Linked DNA regions of Capra hircus: region 2 is linked to region 1. Evidence: chromatin contacts called from public Hi-C data. All regions are on one chromosome and are shown on one strand. The core of a region is the stretch at or near the end of the contact, and the rest is flanking DNA. Distances in the headings are between cores, read along the strand shown.

The links. A called contact is a pair of places that touch in the nucleus more often than the background predicts.
Region 2: a Hi-C map of blood shows a contact between it and region 1, with 4 times the contacts expected there. The contact joins two enhancer-like sites. A contact is called at or near these places in 3 of 5 Hi-C or Micro-C datasets (all in blood).

What each region holds. Positions count from the first base shown.
Region 1 is chr25:7,740,119-7,743,117 of ARS1.2, reverse strand. No RefSeq gene overlaps it. Among named protein-coding and RNA genes, the nearest start is that of C25H16orf72, 24 kb to the left of the region's middle. Within about 2 kb of position 1,272, at least 2 of the 5 cell types and tissues checked have an H3K27ac peak or open chromatin away from gene starts, as enhancers often do.
Region 2 is chr25:7,803,483-7,806,238 of ARS1.2, reverse strand. No RefSeq gene overlaps it. Among named protein-coding and RNA genes, the nearest start is that of TRNAG-CCC, 25 kb to the left of the region's middle. Within about 2 kb of position 1,333, at least 1 of the 5 cell types and tissues checked has an H3K27ac peak or open chromatin away from gene starts, as enhancers often do.

The DNA of each region.
Region 1 (2,999 bases), core at 23-2,522:
GTAGGGATGTGCTTAAACTGATAAAGGGATAAACACGTGTGGTCTGTCCCTATGATGGAGTAATGTGCTGCTGTGCTTAGTTGCTCAGTCGTGTCTGACTCTTCATGACCCCATGGACTCCTCTGTCCGTGGGATTCTCCAGGCAAGGACACTGGAGTGGGTTGCCATTTCCTCCTCCAGGGGATCTTTCCAACCCAGGGATCGAATCCAGGTCGCCCTCATTGCAGGGGTTTCTTTACCGTCTGAGCCATATCCTGCCTCAAAAAGCAATGAAGTTCTGGTGCATGTCACAATGTGAATGGACCTCAGAAACATCACAAGTGAAAAAAAACAGACATGAAAGGTCACATATGGTAAGCTTCCATTTATGTGAAATGTCCTGAAGTGGTAAATCTAGTGGTTTGTAGGAGTTTGGGAGGAGGAGGAATGGAGGGTGAATGCTTAGTGGATACAAGGTTCTTTAGGGTGCTGAAAAATGTCTTGGAACTAAATAGAGATGATGGCTGTACGACAATGTGAACGTATTAGAAGTCACTGAATTGTTCACTTTAAATGGTTAACATTAATTTTATGTTGTATGAACTTCACCTCAATTAAAAAAAACACGTTAGGGGCTTCTCTTGTGGTCCAGTGGCTAAGACTCTGTGCTCCCAGTACAAGGGTCTGGGGTTCAATCCCTAGTCAGGGAACTAGATCCCACAGGCCCCAACTGAAAGTCCCGCATGCTGAAACTAAGACTCCATGCAGCCAAATAAATAAATATTAAAAAAAAAATACATTACATGCACACACACAGGCATACGCTGAGTTGGGGCCAGGAATCCTCAGCCCAGTCCTGGGACCCTGCTTGGGAATTGTCACCTGGCATCGCCCCAAGGGAGGGGAAGCCCCTTCTGTGCTGAAAACGATGTGGGCCTTCCTTCCTGACTGAATTTGAACTCAAGGTCGTCTGGGGAACAGCCCGGGGGGGGGCAGGGAGCTTTCCTTCGTCAGCATCCTAGGCGAGGCTGGGAGAGTTAGAAGTGTGACAGTTGAGGGCGTCAAGGTGATGACTCATCCCTCAGGCCGAGGAGCCGGGAATCCTGACAGGGGGCTGAGTCACCGTTTCCGGCCCGCTTTGTGCTGACTTGCTCATACCTCCAGTTCTTGGCCTCCCTGAGTTCTTTGAGGGGAGGAGGCCAGGGGCTCCACACAGTTTGGGCCTCCATTCTCATCCTGCCTCTGCCTTCTTGGCCGGGACTGTCTGACCCAGGTGAAGCCACAGACGTGGGCCCAGACCAGCAGTCCCCATACAGCTGTGCATGCGTGCTAAGTCACTTCAGCCTTGTCTGACTCTGTGATCCTATGGACTGTATCCTGCCAGGCTCCTCTGTCCATGGGATTCTCCAGGTGAGAATACTGGAGTGGGTAGCCATGCCCTCCTCCAGGGGATCTTTCCGACTCAGGGAGCAAACGGTTCTTTACCACTAGCACCACCTGGGAAGCCCACCACCCACCTGCGGCCAGCTCTAAATGCTGGCAGTGGTGAGACCTTGAAGACATTCCTGCTCTGAGGTTTTCTTGAATGGGACAACCCCGTCCATACCTGACTTACCTAAAACACTCCTTTAGTCTAATGTTTAAAAGAGGAAAAAGAAGCCTTAGCCTCAGGCAGAGATGGGCTTGAAGGCCCAGATCTGCCTTTTATTAACTGTGACCTAGGGTTCCTTATTTGACCACTCAGTTCTTCTATTTTCTCATCTGGAAAGCGAGATAATAACATTATCTGTTTCCAAGTGTGGGCAAGAGGATGGAACAGGACTTTGGAAAAAAAATTATTTATTTATGGCTGTGCTGGGTTTTCCTTCTGCGAGAGGGCTTTCTCGACTTGCAGCGAGCGGGGGCTACTCTCGAGCTGTGGTGCATGGGTGGAGGCTTCTCTCGTTGCCAGGGTGCTCGGGCTTCAGTAGTTGCAGTTGAAGGGCTCCAGAGAAAGGACTCAGTAGTTGTGGCGCGTGGGCTTAGTTGTTCCGAGGCATGTGGAGTCTTCCTGGGCCAGGGCTCAAATGGACTCTTATCCACTGAGCCACCAGCAAATTCCTTTCTTTCCTTTTTTTTTTTTTTTTTTCTGATTAAAGTATAGTTGACTTACAATGTTGTGCTAATTTCTGCTGAACAGCAAAGTGCCTCCGTTATACACATATATACATTCTATTTGAATATATATGTGGGCTTCCCAGGTGGCGCTACTGGTAAAGGACCCGCCTCCCAGTGCAGGAGACATAAGAGATACAGGTTGAATCCCTGGGTTGGGAAAATCCCCTGGAGGAGGGCATGGCAACCCACTCCAGTTTCTTGCCTGGAGAATCCCATGGACAGAGAAGCCTGGTGGGCTACAGTCCACAGGGTCGCAAAGAGTCAGACGCGACTGAAGGGACTTGGCATACATTCAACATATCTATATACTTTTCCAGACGGTTTATCCCAGAGGATTGGATACAGTTCCCTGTGCTACATAGTAGGACCTTGTTTTCAGCATCTTTTCAAAGGTGTGTAATGACCGTTTCTGTATTACCTCCTGTGAACGCCCTGAGACTGTTGATAGCGCTGTGGATAGTTCACGCTGCTTTCTCAGCACACTCCAGCTCTGCCCTACAGTGGCCGTATATGTCCTGGCAGTCCAAATCCTCTCTTTTCCCTGTGGTAACAGTCCCTGTGGTCCCCTTCTCACCAGTCTCCTGCGTGGGCAAATTCACAGCCTTTGGCCCAAGGGGAGCCAACAGGTCCATCCCCAGGTCGTGGTGATTGGTTCATGGCAGAGCCCATGACCCCAGAAGGGCCATCCAGAGAAAACAAGGCTCCAACCTTCCTTGACTTCTTTTCCAGCTCTTGGACAGAGAAACTCTTCTCCCTCTGCATTTGGTTCAGCAATATGGGGAATGTGAGGTTGCCAGGGAACCCCAAGACAAGCCAGAAACTGAAGTGGCCACAGAGAAGGCAAAACCAAGGATGGCAGAGAT
Region 2 (2,756 bases), core at 84-2,583, 63 kb before region 1:
TTTGGTCCCCGCAAAATACCTGCACGTGGATGTTTACAGTAGCTTTATTCATAAGCCGTGGTACATCCAGACAGCAGAATATTATTCAACACTAAAAAGAAATGAGCTATCAATCCATGAAAAGGATGGAGACATCTTAAACACACATTATTAGGGGAAAAGACCCAGTGTGGAAAAGCTATGTACTTTTCACACTATGTGGTGAGATGATTCTAACTGTATGACATTTTAGGAAAATCAACAGTAGAGTCACACTTAGAAGATCAGTGGTTTCCAGGGGTTGGGGTTGTGGTCGGGGGCTAAGAATCAATAGGAGGAGCACAGGGGGGTTGGGGGAGGCGCAGCGAAGCACTGTGTGATACCTAATGATGGATCCATGTCATGATATTAATACCATGTCCAAACCCGCAGCATGTACACCGCCAGATGAGCCTTGACATAGACTTCAGGTGATTTAGGATGTGTCAGAATAAGTTCATCACATGTACCACTCTGGGCGGGATGTTGATCATGGGAAAGGCTCTGGTAAGGAGGTGGGGGCGGAAGGTATATGAGAAACCCCTGTACCTCCTCTCAATCTTGCTTTGAACCTGAAACTGCCTTTTTTGTCCTATTTAGCTTATTTATTTATTTTGCTGCATGGATCTTAGCTGTCACATGCAGGAGTTTCACTTATGGCATGTGAACTAAGTTCAGCATTCAGGATCTGGTTTCTCAACCACGGACCGAACCCAGGCCCACTGCATTGGGAGCGTGGAGTCTTACCCACTGGACCACCAGGGAAGTCCCTAAAACTGTTCTTTAAAAAAAAAAATCTTACATTGGAGTCAAGGAACCTCCTAAAATAGATCTAGATGTATGTTACTAGGGAAAAGGCTAAAGGCTCTGTGCCAAGCCCCCCACTCCTATTAAATTATAAAATATTAGCAGTCTGGATCAATGGCTCTCAAACTCCAACATGTATCAGAATCACCCAGCGAGCATGTTAAAATTCGAGATTTTCAGCAGCCTTGCCCACCCCACCTCCAGCAAAGTCTGATTCAGGGAAGTTGGGGTGTACCCTGAATCTTTACTATCAAGTCTCCCAGCAGCGGCCAGCGGTGCAGGTTCAAGAACCACAGTTTAAGAAACATGGGCCCAAAGGATCTCTGTAAAGATCTTGACATAAGGAGTCTTGCAGGGTCTTTTCCAGCTCTGACCAAGCAGCGCCCCCAGCAGACAAGAGAGAACACCAGACACTCGAGCCCCATTGTTGGGTGGCTGCGGGGGTGGCGGTGAGCTGCGCGGACCGCTGCGCTGTGGGCCAGGAGCCTCTAGATGGCAGTGCTCAGCCAGAAACAGAGCCCTCGGTTGGTCTGGGGCCCTGCCCAGGGGAAAGGCGCCGGGGCCGCCCCCCACAACCTTCCCCAACTGGTTCACAGAGGGTAGGCCAGGCAAGGAGCCTTGGGAACACACACGTGTGCAACTGAGGCAGGAATGAATGCTCATTTGGGCATTTGACATTACCAATAATGATAGTAGCTCACATCAGCTGCCAGGCACTGTTCTAGCCAAATTAAGATCATGCTGTGTGTATTTCCTACTATATTATGAGCATTTCCTCATTTCTTGAAATAGTGTTCAAGAGCATGCTTTCTAAAGGCTTCATAATTTCCGACCTAATTTAACTAATAAGATTCATTTAATCAATGCCCTATCACTGGGCTGTTATGTTATTTCTTGGTGTCTTCTATTCCAAGTAAGATACTGTTGCCTAAGAAGGAGTTGCCACAATTCTGACTATTTCCCTCTTGGGGTAAATGTTTAGAAGTAGAATTACAGGATCAAAATCTAGGGCCATTTGTAAAGATCTTGATATATATGGCAAACTTATTTTTTGGAATATTGGAAGTTTGCCCTCAGGAGCATGTATGAATGTACATCAGCCTGGATTTCCCAGCGCTGAGTAGGATCCACTTATCTTTCCAAAACTGTATCCAAGGGAATTCTGGCAGTCCAGTGGTTAGGATTCCGTGGTCTCGCTGCTAAGGGTCTGGGTTTGATCCCTGGTCAGGAAACTAAAATTCCACAAGCCAAACAGCATGGCCGGGGGCAAGGGGGAAAAAAACTGTACACAAAGCACAATATCTCTTTTTAAAATGTGAATTTCACAAAGTAGGGTTGAACTTCCTATTCATATATTGATCGGTCATTTGTATTTCTGCCTCTGAATTCTCTGTTCATCTTTTCATTTCTCCTTTCTAGTGTATTACTCGTCACAGTCCCATTTTCCTTTCAATTTTGTTTATATTGGTGATGAACAAAAGTTTAAATTTATGCTATAATCAATCTTTTATTTTTAGTAAAAATATTGCCCATTTCTATGCTTGTGAGGTTAAATATTCATGAATATTTTCCTTATGTTTTACATTTAACTTTCTAAACTTATTAAATATTAGCTACTTATTCAAATATATTTTTTTAATATTTATTTATTTGACTACCAGGTCTTAGTTGCAGCATGTAGTTTCCTGACCAGGGAATGAACGTGGACCCTCTACATTGGGAACATGAAGTCTTAGCAACTGGAGCACCAAGGAAGTCCCTCAAATGTTTTTAATATTTATTGTTACTTTTATTTTTATTTATTTGGCTGCACTGGGTCTTAGTTGCAGCGTGTGAGACCTTTAGTTCTGGCATGTGGCTCTAGTTCCCTGTTGTGGTTGTTCAGTCGCTCAGTCGTGTGTGACATTTTGCAACAAATGGACTGCAGCACG